2 separate regions of the Anser cygnoides genome follow, and region 2 is linked to region 1. Evidence: chromatin contacts called from public Hi-C data. All regions are on one chromosome and are shown on one strand. Each heading gives the region's core, a stretch centred on a gene start, on an enhancer-like site or on the middle of the called end of the contact. The rest is flanking DNA. Distances are from core to core; before and after follow the strand shown. Region 1 overlaps SLC7A2 (solute carrier family 7 member 2). Region 2 overlaps MTMR7 (myotubularin related protein 7).

Evidence for each region. Hi-C and Micro-C count contacts between places; a contact is called where the count stands out from the background.
Region 2: a Hi-C map of liver shows a contact between it and region 1, with 6 times the contacts expected there. The contact joins two enhancer-like sites. A contact is called at or near these places in 5 of 7 Hi-C or Micro-C datasets (fetal liver, granulosa cells and liver).

Annotation. Positions count from the first base shown.
Region 1 is chr4:61,971,098-61,977,531 of Taihu_goose_T2T_genome, reverse strand. SLC7A2 (solute carrier family 7 member 2) reads left to right here. Exons shown (of 12, transcript XM_066996787.1): 7 at 2,397-2,533; 8 at 5,528-5,630. Among named protein-coding and RNA genes, the nearest start is that of PDGFRL, 13 kb to the right of the region's middle. Within about 2 kb of position 2,296, at least 1 of the 3 cell types and tissues checked has open chromatin away from gene starts, as enhancers often do. A contact at or near this core is called in liver, where this site is marked.
Region 2 is chr4:62,072,126-62,078,535 of Taihu_goose_T2T_genome, reverse strand. MTMR7 (myotubularin related protein 7) reads right to left here. Exons shown (of 16, transcript XM_066996784.1): 9 at 6,295-6,410; 10 at 1,302-1,411. Among named protein-coding and RNA genes, the nearest start is that of VPS37A, 32 kb to the left of the region's middle. Within about 2 kb of position 3,050, at least 2 of the 3 cell types and tissues checked have open chromatin away from gene starts, as enhancers often do. A contact at or near this core is called in liver, where this site is marked.

The DNA.
Region 1 (6,434 bases), core at 1,047-3,546:
GCAAATACTGGCTGGCTTTCCACAAAGGAAAAAGATATGCCTGCTTAAGCAGGAATATCAACAGTACTCTGAGATAACCCTGGTGAGCATCAGCCTGTTGAAGATGACCACAGTGACTCTGGGCAGTGATTTAAAGGAAAGGAATATTTTGATGTAGGAGGTGACAGAAAGAGGAAATAGTTCCAAAATGACATAAAAAATAGTTCCAAATAGACATAAATTGTACAGCTGACTGAACAATGTCATATTTATGCAGTTTATTCTGGGATTATAGCTATATTCTATCTAGCTGTCATACTTCATATCTAGTTGTCAACCCTTCAAACCCCAGTTTGAAGGGTTTTACTGCAATTTTGCCCTTTATTGATAAATATCAATAAAAGTGATACGGTGGGATACATAACAGTGGAAACTAGATTAAAGAAACTGATACTGGAAAACAAAATTAAGAGAGATGGTAAAACACTGTTTCAGAAATTTGAACGGCTGTCCTCTTTCTAGTGTATTTTGAAGTATTGTATTTCCTTGTATGGAAAGAGTAATCTTCCAGTGTTTTTGTTGACTGATGTCGATTTAGAACAAATCTAAGGAAATTGTATTTCATATTCCTAAATTTAGAGGTATAATTAACCAAAAAAAAAAAAAAGTTGGGATAATTGCTTTTGGTTCATATGGTTACCTCTTATCATGTTATGTTGTGAACTTGTTTCCTCTGGGTAAAGACGTTCATTAATATTTCCATTATTTTTGTGAATTCACTTAAAGAGGGATAGGATAAATAAATTTTACAAAGTCAAAACAGCAAAAATTTAGCTGTGGACTTTAACAGTATCCTTACTCGAAGAATAAACTGTCATCCTAATTCAGGAAATATTCTTTTTTGGAAAGAGCATTCATACTTCAGTTCATGTGCAATGAAACTTATTTTATGTGTGTCTAACCTAAATGCTTGTGTCTCATGAGCATTACCAGAGGTACTTAGCATCTGTGGTACATAAAAGCTGGGCCTTCTGTAAGCGGTATAATTGATTTCCTAAGTAACATGGGCAACCATTCAACTGGTTAAATATTAGTATGCTTGCTGCAGAGGTTATACTGGCTATGGATTTGCTTTTTGTCCTTTAAATGTTTTTGGTTTTTGTAATTACAATTATTTCACTCTGAGAGAAAGAAACCACCTAATTTAAGAAGTCTATCTAAAAAGAGCCTTGAGTTATCAACAGTTTAAAAGCTTTCTGTGTGCTGCTAACAATAAATCTAAAATAATTACCTTTACTTCTTCCAAAAAAGAAATTATCTCAATGAAGCTTGGCTTGAGGTGCTTTAATTGAAAGAAATAATGTGCCCAAGTTAACTTTATGGTGCTTTCTTTGAGTTACTGTTAATCAGCAGCTTCACATAGAAATGTAGAGCATAAAAGATGCTGCTAATGCTTATTGATTTGCTGCTGCTGACTGACGGACTTTTTCCAGGAATACTAAAGCTTAATTGCATAGTTAGTGTGACCCGGAACACGTTCCTTGTCCACTAATGCCCAAGAACTACAGTGATGGCAAGAGTTACTTTGCTAACCTGAATTCTCTCTAATGAAGCAATTCTATTACCTAAATGAAAAACAAACAAACAAAAGACAAACAAACCCAGAAAAATCAACTTTACAGGAAAAAAAAAAAATTCAATTTGTGTCTGATCTGTAGTATCTTGGGCTATGGGGCTTTCTGGTGTTGTCTTACAATCATAAATTTTGTTTCTGTACATGTCATTAATTAACATTGTTTATCTTTTCCATGATACAACTCTGCATGAACTGCATTTGCTGTGTTGCATGTGTTTGCTTTTTATTCAGTCTTCTTGGATCCATTTTCCCAATGCCACGTGTAATCTATGCTATGGCGAAGGATGGGTTGCTTTTCAAATGTCTAGCTCAGATCAATTCCAAAACGAAGACCCCACTAGTTGCTACTCTATCGTCTGGTGCAGTAGCAGGTGAGACTAAGAGTTGATCCTTGTAAAGAAAGGTGCACTGCTAAATGCGTTGCATATATGGAAAATGTGCAAAATATATGTGCAATTTTGATTTGCTTGTGACTGAAATGACCAAATATGACTGTCGCCGGGTAAAGTAGGCTACTAGTGAAACTTTTCTCTGCCACAGATTTTGTATTTGTTGGTTAATCTCAAGAGCTGTCATAGCCTAGGTTCAAAATAAACAACAAACCTTAAACAACACCACCGATCGACCAAACAAAAAACAAGAGCAGCAAAACAGAGCCTAAACCAAAACTAAACCTAAACCCATTCACTCTTCCAAGCTTTCTTTTTGTGTAGTTGGGTTTACCAGTAAAGCACTGTGCTTTTAATAACCTGTATTTGAACTATACATTTTTCTGTTCTAGTCTTCTCGGCTCTATGTTCCCTTTGCCCCGAATTCTGTTTGCCATGGCACGCGATGGTTTACTCTTTAGTTTTCTTGCCAAAGTGAGTAAGAGGCAGGCACCAGTTTCTGCCACCTTGACAGCAGGGGTCATCTCTGGTAAGCTCTCGAAGCCCGTGTTTCTTAAAACTGAGATTTAAGCACTCTTTGCACGTGCATGGTACTTTATGTTTTTGAAAAAGGGCTGCTTGTTAACTTCCCTTGCATGTAAGGTGGGAATAAAATTATTGAGTAATCAAAGGGTGTAAGAACTCCGAATCATACCAATCATGGTGGTGGTAACATCCTTAATGTCACAGAATTCAAAATGATTTTTTTCTTCTTCTTTTTTTTTTTTTTTTTTTTTAAATATTGGTCTCTTGTACTGTGAATAAGCTTCTTTCTTAATCTAATCACTTAAGCTGATGCTCTCCATACAGGGCTTCCTTGTTCAATGAGCATATATATATATGTATATATGTGTCACATCTATGAGGTGGGAAAACAGCTGTCAAGTTTTTTTGTTATGAGATGTGAGAAAAAAATCCTACATTTGCAACAGGATCAGCTTTCGTGTAAAATACATATGTAGATTTTTTCACTTTCTTATTTTGGTACAAGCTTACCAAATTATGGTTGAGGGCTGTGTTTTTGTGTGTGTTGGGGTTTATGTGTGTATGCACGTATGTCTGCATGTACACACCCACATATATTTTAGCAAAACAGCATTTTAGGAGCAGCTGCCAACTGTTATATTTTGCAAAGAGAAATTTTTAACATATAGCTCTTTCACTTCTGTCTATACTTCCTGCAGAGGCACACGTGGTTCTGCCCAAATTTTACTGTGTTATTTCAGGGGGATGTCTAATTATCCCTGAAAACTGGAAGCTCTAGAAGCATTTAACTCAAAGGCAAATAAATGTCCGAAAACTAATTCAAACATAAAAGACATGCCTTAAAACACTTAACAACCCTGGCTACAATTTTTATCAAAAAAGAGGTTCAGAACTGAGACTAAAACATGAGTTTTAATTTTACTTATTATTGACTTTTTCCTTTATAATAATTTGCAAATGCAGTTATATGGGATAGAATTAACATCTTTGCCTGAAATTATGGTGATGAAGAGAAAGAAAACCGTGTTACCCAATGAGTAAACTGATGGAGGTAGCTATACAGCCCTGACTATAGCTTTGCAATAGCAGTCACTTGGACTGCTTTTAGACAGTTTGGGGAATTTGGTGTGTGAACAATTTACCTGCAGACAGCTTTATATATTGCTGGAGGAGTATTTTTTTTATTTTATTTTTAAAAGGATGCGTATTTGGTAATTTGTGGTCATAAATAGTTTTGCCAGAATAGTTACAGATGTGTATAGCAATTCCTATTATCTGACCTTCCTATTAAATCCTATCATGGATAGTTGCATAGCTTTAAGAACTGTTCTCCTTTACCCCGTTAGCCTGTTAAATGTTTGGCCTCAATTAAAACTATCAGGTCAAGACTACAGCTGAGTCAATTGTCACATGCTATAATTGTGACTTACCTTTTCACATACTGTAATCATGATTGTGAAACTCTGCACACAGGGAAATGTTTAGTTGACAGGTCAAGGTTCCTTCACTGTAAATTTGTCCACCATGGTTTCTTACAACTTCAGTAGAAGTAAGAGGGGTGAAAAAATAATACTAGGTCTTTTTTTCCTCTTACTCAGAAGCTTACGGGCTTTTTTCTATGATTCTTATATGTAAGAGAAAGTTCTGGGCTACAAAGTAGTGTTTTGAAGCTAGGATTTGAAGTTAAACATAGCTACTGTATGTTAGGTTATAATAGGTTCTGTTCTTTGCTTACCTACACTTTTGAGTGTGCAAGGCAGTGAGGTATTCAGAAATTTACCTCATGGATGAGGTAATGACGTCTTATAATAAATTACATCCACCCTCATTAAAGAAGATGGGACAGTCTTCCTTCCTTCATTGAAAGAGGAGACTAGCAGATGAAATAATATGTCTAACACAGCAGTCTTGCTTTCTGGAAATCACATTTTGCTGTCTCCTTCAGGATCAGAAAACAGGGGAATGCGTGTTGCTGTGTGTTTTTGCATTTATACACCTGTCTACAAATATATAAACAAACATAAATATTAATTCTGAACATAGAAAAGTTTGTGTGCACGTACACATACAGTGTATAAAGGCTACATATGACGGTTTCTTTTGATGGTGATGTTATTGGTGATTCAAAAAATTAAATATTTTCGGATTATTTCTGTATCTCAATAATACAAATATTTTAAGATATTTTTTGACCACATGCATCTCAAATCAACTAATACTAGCCTTTCATTTGGTGATAGTTAATTTCAATTAATTGTGCTAATTTCTTTATGAGTGCTTTGTGTCTCTGTGCAAACAGCATAGACAAAGACATTCCAGAATCTCCAGAAGAAGATGGCATTAGCTTTTATTAATAACTGCCATAATTATTCACAATATCATGGAAATTTCTGCCCCTGATTTCAGTGATCTTAAGAATATTAATTATTGTGATATTTTGCTGTCTGTCCTAAAGGCTACTTGAACTTAACTGTTTTAGTAAGATAATTATTCAAAGACAAAACCACTTATTTTATTCTAGACAACTCCTTAAAGTGTCTCTTTACACAGAGCACTTTCTTAGACCATCACTTTCAGATGACATACTGGGTTGTATCATTGTTCCCCTGCTTTGCTGTGGGAGCTGTCCTCTCAACTTTGATGAAATTCTGTTGCAGCATCAGAACCTTATTCTATAAAATTGTGTTTTAATGTGTCACCATTCAGCAAGGCATGTATGCAAGTACTTATGTCCACATAAGTCCAATACAAATTGCTTGATTATGCAGCATGACTGTATGGCCCATCAGTGTGATATCCATATGAATGAGTTTCCCAACAGAAATTAGGTTCAGGAATGTCGGCTGTGACTTAAAATATGTTTTTAAGGATTACCATAACTTCACTTATATTGCTGTCAGTAAAATAATTTAAAGTTACACTGCTGACAGAGGTTAAAATCTTGACTCAGTATATCAGCCTCATACAAATTTTGCATTTTCTTCTCCCTTTTTTTTAGCTGTAATGGCGTTTCTATTTGACCTAAAGGCTTTAGTGGATATGATGTCTATTGGCACACTTCTTGCATATTCACTTGTGGCAACCTGTGTCCTCATTCTTAGGTGAGTCAAAAAGACCATTTCTATTTTACTGTGTTTTGGTTTGTGTTGTTCACTACCTAAACAGACGTGACATCTATAATACACGTTTTTTGCTGGATAGCTACATATTTGAGAGCTATCTGTTTGTGTATAAATGACTACTAAGAAGTTGAGATGCATCAGAGAAAACACAGATTTATTGTCATATCAGTATAGTAGCTACTCAGATCAAAGCTTCATGTGAAATCCAGACACCTTTTATTTTCCAGGAGATGCATTGATCCCAGCATCAGTCCCAAAGGCACTAATGAATGATATTTCAAATAAAATCTATGCTGTGCATCAGGCCTATCACATTGTGGGGGCTATACACGACAGATCAGGTAGTTGACAGGATGACCAAGTTAAAATAATTGCTTTGTATTACCCTAGTCAGAATTCAGTAGAGAAAAACCAGACAAATGTTTCAAGTTGTGGTAGCCCTAGGAGAGAGTATAAATACTCACTCTCAAAGAGTGAGATTATAAATAATTGTCAGTTAAACTCTCTTATCTGTTCTCTTTGAAAAACAATTGAATAATATTGATATAGCTTCAGGCCATCTCTTTATTTAGTTTGTTATTTTTAAATTAAAAAGTCAGTGTTTGTTACTTACCGTATGAGGCTAAATTGATAACTTTGAAAACTATACAGCTTAAATTCAGCTCAGATTCAATGTTGCAATAGTTTACTCTTTAGAGAAAACTATTTTATTCCATACAGACTTATTTAAAGAATGTATTTTTAAAAATGCACTTACATTCTAACAAAGGAGATGTAAAATTT
Region 2 (6,410 bases), core at 1,801-4,300, 100 kb before region 1:
TGCATTATTTTTGGAACTTGAGGGTTATTTTAAATTCTAAGGATTTTGGCCTTTGCCATTTCTAAAGAGAACTATGTTTAGAAAAGAAAGAAATAAAATAGGTTAGGAAAGACACTGCTTAGATAAATAAACATTTAGGTTAAATTTGGGCTTAAAAGGAAACAAGGAATAATAATAAATTATCTATGTTTATCTCAAGAGACAAGTAAATTCTACCAAAATAGAACCCATACGGGCAGAAGACCAAAAACTGAGAACTGGGAACTGTGCAAATAAGAACAGGTCAAAATGCAAGCCTGAGTAAGCACGAGGCTGGCAAGCATATGGACAAAGGATATACTTTTTGGATATTAAACACTAGCCACTGGAAAAAAATTGGCAAGAGCTAATGTAAATGACTTGATTTCTATAAGCTAAAGAAGCTAGTAGGGCTGGGAGAAATAACACGGGCATTTATCTTGCAGCTGGCATTCAGGTAAGAAGCTACAGCTGCTGAGCAGGAAGAAGCAAAGCAAGAGAAACAGGCAGTTACTTAGGAGGCAGATCCATGAGGTCATATATAGCACGTCTTGTAAATAAAATGGCCTGTAAAAAATTGTAATAATAATCTTAAAAATAAGAACTGAACCAGAAAGAGACAGAGCACAAGTAAGGGGGTGACAAAATTACTGTTAGTAGATGAGAAATGTCTGCACTACTTGAGGTGGGATTGGGAGAAATAATTTCTTACCAAAGCCAACACTTTTTTTTTTCCTGAAGCAGTTACCAAGTACGTAAGAGTAGAACCTGCTAGAGAATTTGGCCATCATAATGGACAGGCACTGGATTAGGAGGTTAATTTAGGTGTTTCCTAAATAACTCAGAGGACAGTGCTAACATTCCTATAGTACAACTACCATGTGAAGTAGTAGTCCTAGAACAGAAATTGTCAGCAAAGAAAATGTCCTGGAAACAGTGGAGGAGGCAAGGTAAATAGGGAAAGGAGCAGCAACAGCCACTGCTGGGGCAGTAAAGAAAGGGCATTGAAATACATGGCATAACAAGATACAGGAAAGTAGAGGCCATAATACATTTGAGATCTTCAGTACAAATTAACACAAACTCTTTTTACCCTATTAGCAAAATGTTCATGTCATAGGACCTAAAACCTTTCTCTCCTCATATGCGAGGCATCACAAGACACACTAGTTTCAGATACAACATCACTGAAGATAACAAGTTACCCAAGTAACTTGGGTTACTTGTTCCTCACTTTCTGTATCTGGTTAGTTCAAGTTTTGTTTTTATTTTACACACCTTACCTTTGCAATAAAAATGCCGGCATCCATAATGGCTTTGATATGCTTCAGCCAGCCTGAATTTTCAAGGCCCCACAGAAAGTCACTCATTGAAGGTGATTTCAGCTCACAAACTGCAAAATAAGCTACATCTTAAATGCATGGTAAATACAGGAAGTCCGATGCAATCAGTTTACCAAATACATCCTGTGCGGCACAGATCTTCCCCAGTTGTGTTGCGAGTGAAGTTTTCAAACCCTTTATAGAGGGGGCTTCTATCTATTATCGAGGTCTTGGAATCAGAAAATGGACAAATTTCTGCCTTTGGACAGGCAGAAAACCACTAAATGCCATAGCCTCCTATTCACAACCATATTTGTTGGTGAAGCTGGATTTGGTGAGCGCTATAGGGGCAGCCCCACCAAATCCCGATGTTAGCATCACCACACATAATGGTGTTTCAGATAAAGCAATTCACTCAACAGTTCCCTGTCCCTGAATGAAACCTTATTAAAATTTCAGATGTAGCCAAAAGACATCAACTGATGGTGAGGAAAAGTCATAGCTCACCAAGGAAAACATTTTTGCTGAAAACTTTGCTATCTTAACACCATGTTTGAAGAACAAAATCTCCCAGCTTTTACAACATTAAATTTCTATCCTACTGTACCCATGCTTTTTTTTTTTTTAATATTACAGAGCTTTCGATATCATAAGAAAAATAGTCAATCAGAATCTAAACCAGATATCTCATTCCAGCAAGAAATACCTAGCAAAATTTGGTGTAATCTATTTTCAAGAGTGAGACACTAAATTCACCACATAAATAGATTACACACTTATTCTGATCCATGTTCAATTACACTGTCTTTTAAGGAAAAAAGGTATTAATCTGTGAAATTCATTTAAGGAATATAGTGAAAACATCATGTTTTTCATTGAGTTCATGTATGACCTGTGAATTAATAATGTCTTAGTAGGTCTCTTTTCTCTGGACGTCTTCTAAAAGACTCAGCTTATATTTTGAGCCATTATGACTGGTGGCAAAACTTCCATTTCTTTCAACATGACCAGAGTTTAATTTTACAAGCCAAATTCAGAATTTATACCATGTCTGAGTGAATCTGTCTTCACTCTTTTTAATTCAGAGGCAAAATTCTGACTCCTTTTAATTCAGAGACAAAACAGCCTAATGTGTCCATGTGAAATCCAGTAATCTTTGTACGCAGGTCTCTTCCAGATGGTTATTTTAAAAGTCTTTTTGAAGGATATTTATAAAAATGCATAGATAGCAGCACTGAAAGCAAACATCTTTTCACATGACTAATGCTCCTGTGCAGATGGAAGCATGACCAATTAGTAGCTGGATTCTGGCTGAGGCTGCTGTCTCTGTTTACAAAAGTCCAAGGTAAAGCTGAAATAGTGCTTTGCTCGTTCCCACCACCAAATTGGAATCAATATTTACCTACCACTTCACTGAGCAAAGTTCAGACTGTCCTAAATTAAACGCACACACCATATATTTCAAATGATTTTGGCCACCAACCTGGACCTCAGTACTGAGTTCAGTTATGAATTCAGCTTATCCTGAGGGAAAAAGACATTTCTGTCGCGGCAGGGAAAAAAAAATGATACCAGCACACAAAAAAAATCTTGCTACCTTCTTTCCTTCAGGAGAGAGAAAAAAAAATAAATTAAAAAAAAAAAAACTTGATACCAAAATCTGAGAGAAATAAGACCTCCTGCACACATGCCGTGGGAAAGAGAGCATAGGCTGGGCACAGGAAAATCAAGAGCCCATGCCAGAGTTCATGGAAATCCAGCTGTGCTTCCTTCCCCTGGAGGGTAGGAAGAAATCGGGCACGTGGTGGAAACTGCCTCTTCCATCAGCACAAGTACCAGAAGGGGATGCAACTGATGCTCAGTTTCCCTCTTTCTGGCAGCAGGGTCCTAGGGAGAGGAAGGAGAAGGGCTGTGGGCCAACCCCTCAAGCTCTCTTTCTGGCTGATCTGTCACTGCAGTCCAAGGATCAGAGGGCTGCTCTGATCAACAACCAGTGCTCCTGGTATGAGGGGAGGAGAAGCTCATGTTTGCTGTTTAAATACAGAGAGCATGTGGGGTCGCCATCTCAGTGCACAACAAACACGTCAAGCTAAGTTGTCCCCTGGAAGCCTGACAGGGCTCCCCCGCTTCGCAAATACCAAACAACAGGCTCAGCACCTGAATCTTTCCTGAGAAAACATCTTGTACCACATCTTCTTCTAATATTAAAAATTATTTCAAGGAAGTTGTGTCCAGGATCAAAATTGGCACAAGTTTCTTCATATACACCTCTCTTAAAAAATAACAATAATAAAATTCAATATTATACAAAATGATAGAGGCAGCAGAGGCAATGATAAAACTTGTTTGTTTGTTTGTTTTTCTGGAATGAATTTTCAGCACCTCAAAGTACATTTTTCTTCCAGAGTAAAGCGAAATCTCAACTTCTTTTTGCATATTCTTAAAAAAATCTCATTATCCTACAAATTTAGTATTTAAATTATTAATAATCTGTATTAAATTTTAATATAAATTTACAATGCTCTTATATTATGCTAAAATAAATATACAAGAGTAAATACATGTTAAAGTTAATTAAATAAAACTGTTAGAATTAAAGTTATTAAAATTTCAAAGCTGATTTTTTTCTTTTTTACTAATCAAATTCTTGGCAATAAGTATAAACTAATTGCTTCGGCTTTTTTCTAAAGAAATGTAATTGAAATCAACATATTCCTAATATAAGTGCATTTTTAGTTCAGATTTCTTCAGTGTTTGAAATTATTTAAAATTGTATGTTGACAACAAACTGCAGTCTTTCATGTGACCTTCACTTCTGCTTAATTCCAGTAAATGGAATAAAATTACCTTTGCTGCACTCCTGCACCAAATCAGACTCATCTCACAACATAGCACGATCAGTAGGCACATCTGGGGATGTTGGCAGTGTAATGTGATATTTACATTAGAGATTTACCCAGCTATATTCAAATACTTGATGAAAATGTAAACCCATATCAAGTGGATATTGTCGTTGTCTTTGGCAGCCTTTTTGATTCTGGTTCCCCAGTAATAACATTTTAAAGGAGACAAGAAAAATAAGATGAAGGAACACTTCTACAAATGGAAAAAGAGAAAAACTGTATGGCTTTTTACATGAAAAACAGCCCTCGTGCACCTCAAGCCTTAAGATTCAATGAAAGCCTCAAGTATTTGAAACCTCACTTCTTTAATTTCTAATCTTATCTGTCAGGTCTCTAAATGAGATTTCAACACAGAAAATATAAAATCTATGAAAAAACACAGACATATGCAACTTATGGCTCATTTAAGAACCGATGCTAAGAAGTTATGCCCCCAAGCAGCATAAACTGTTAAATGTATCAGAAATTGTTACCTATCAGTTTGTGCCATGGGCCCGGCTCATGAACTTCTGGCTCTAAAATAATACACAACACTACCCCGTGCAGCCAGGCTGGTTGTTTACTACTTTAACCTTGCTAGGCTCAAGCTGAACAAACAAAGGGAAAGGTTTGTTCACGAGGCCTCTCTTCCAGCCAAACAAGGTTTTGTCGTTCACCAAAACCCCTTCTAGTCTCCCTTCTGAGACCCTTAGGCAAGGAACTAAGCAAGAATACACCACGGAGGGAGTGATGCAGTAAAAATAAAATGAGTTGCCTAGCAGTTATTGATTTAACCTAAGATCCTGTGTGGGGCTGAGCACACATGCATCTGTAGTGGGCAGAGCAATGACTACAGAGCCTTCCTCCTTCACTTGGACAAGGTTACTGACCAGGGATCACAGAAGACTGCGCAGACTGCCTTGGAATCACATGTGGCCGAAGAGGACATGGTAAGGTACGTTCCTGTGGTACCAGAAGGCACATTTCAGCCTGGAGAAGAGGAGGCCCTGGGGACACCTCTTTGTGGCCTTTCAGTACTTAAACGGGTCTTATGGAAAGGATGGAGATGGACTCTTTACTTGGGTAGATAATGATAGGACAAGGGGGAATGGTCTTAAACTAAAAGAGGATAGATTTAGATTAGACATTAGGAAGTAATTCTTCACTGTAAGAGTAGTGAGGCACTAGAACAGGTTGCCCTGAGAAGCTGTGGATGCCCCATCCCCAGAGGGGATCCCCCGATTCAAGACCAAGGCCTGTTCAGGATCAGGCTGATTCAGGAGGGGAAAGAATTTAAAAGTCTTTTGTTGATGATATACATGAAATAAATACTGAGACTGCGTGGGATGGAGTGAGCACTTACTATTTGCCTGTTAAAAATCAACAAAACAACTGTGGGTCAAGGATGGCTTTTTATCCTTACCCTTTTCCCAGAAGGCCTCTAAACTGTAATGTATTCCAGACACTAAAGCTATAAACCAGTACAATGTGCTGGTTTATACACCACTAGGTATTTATAAAGCGATTATTACTAATTTACAGGGGATTATGAAGGTGTTGAATGGTTACACCCACTGACTGGGAGTTTCACAAACAGACCTGATGTGATGTGCCCTATACAGGCCATGAACAAATTTCTGTTAAAATTTAAAGTCCCAAATACATGAGTTCCTTACTGACCAAATACAAAACTCAAGCCATATGTTTTCTGAGATTTTTTTTTTAATCTTCTGTCTTTCCCACCATCATCTTAGTCAGATATAAGCAACTGTTTACATTCTACCATCAAATTGTAAACCACAAGGAAAGAGTAGTAGCAGTAAGGTGTACTGAAGTCAAATGAGGTTTGTCATTAAAGTAAACAATACCTGGATTTCAGTCATGGAACAAGATTTTCACACAATTAGAAAAACATCCCTAATTGCAGTGATGATCCATGGTACAAGTCCATTAGACAGCAGGCAACTACATGCTGTACACCAGACAAAATTTTATTTTGGTACTGATTTCAAAGAAGTTGTTCTGATTTGTGTCAAAACTTTTCCTTAGCTTTCAATAAAGAAGAGTAATACCTTCAAGCATTTTCTGCAGACTATTTCTCATGACGTGGATGTTCTCAATGCCTATGAATTGAAACTTGATGTTGGAGTAGTTGTCTTCATTCTCATATCCCTTCCCTGCTGCTCGG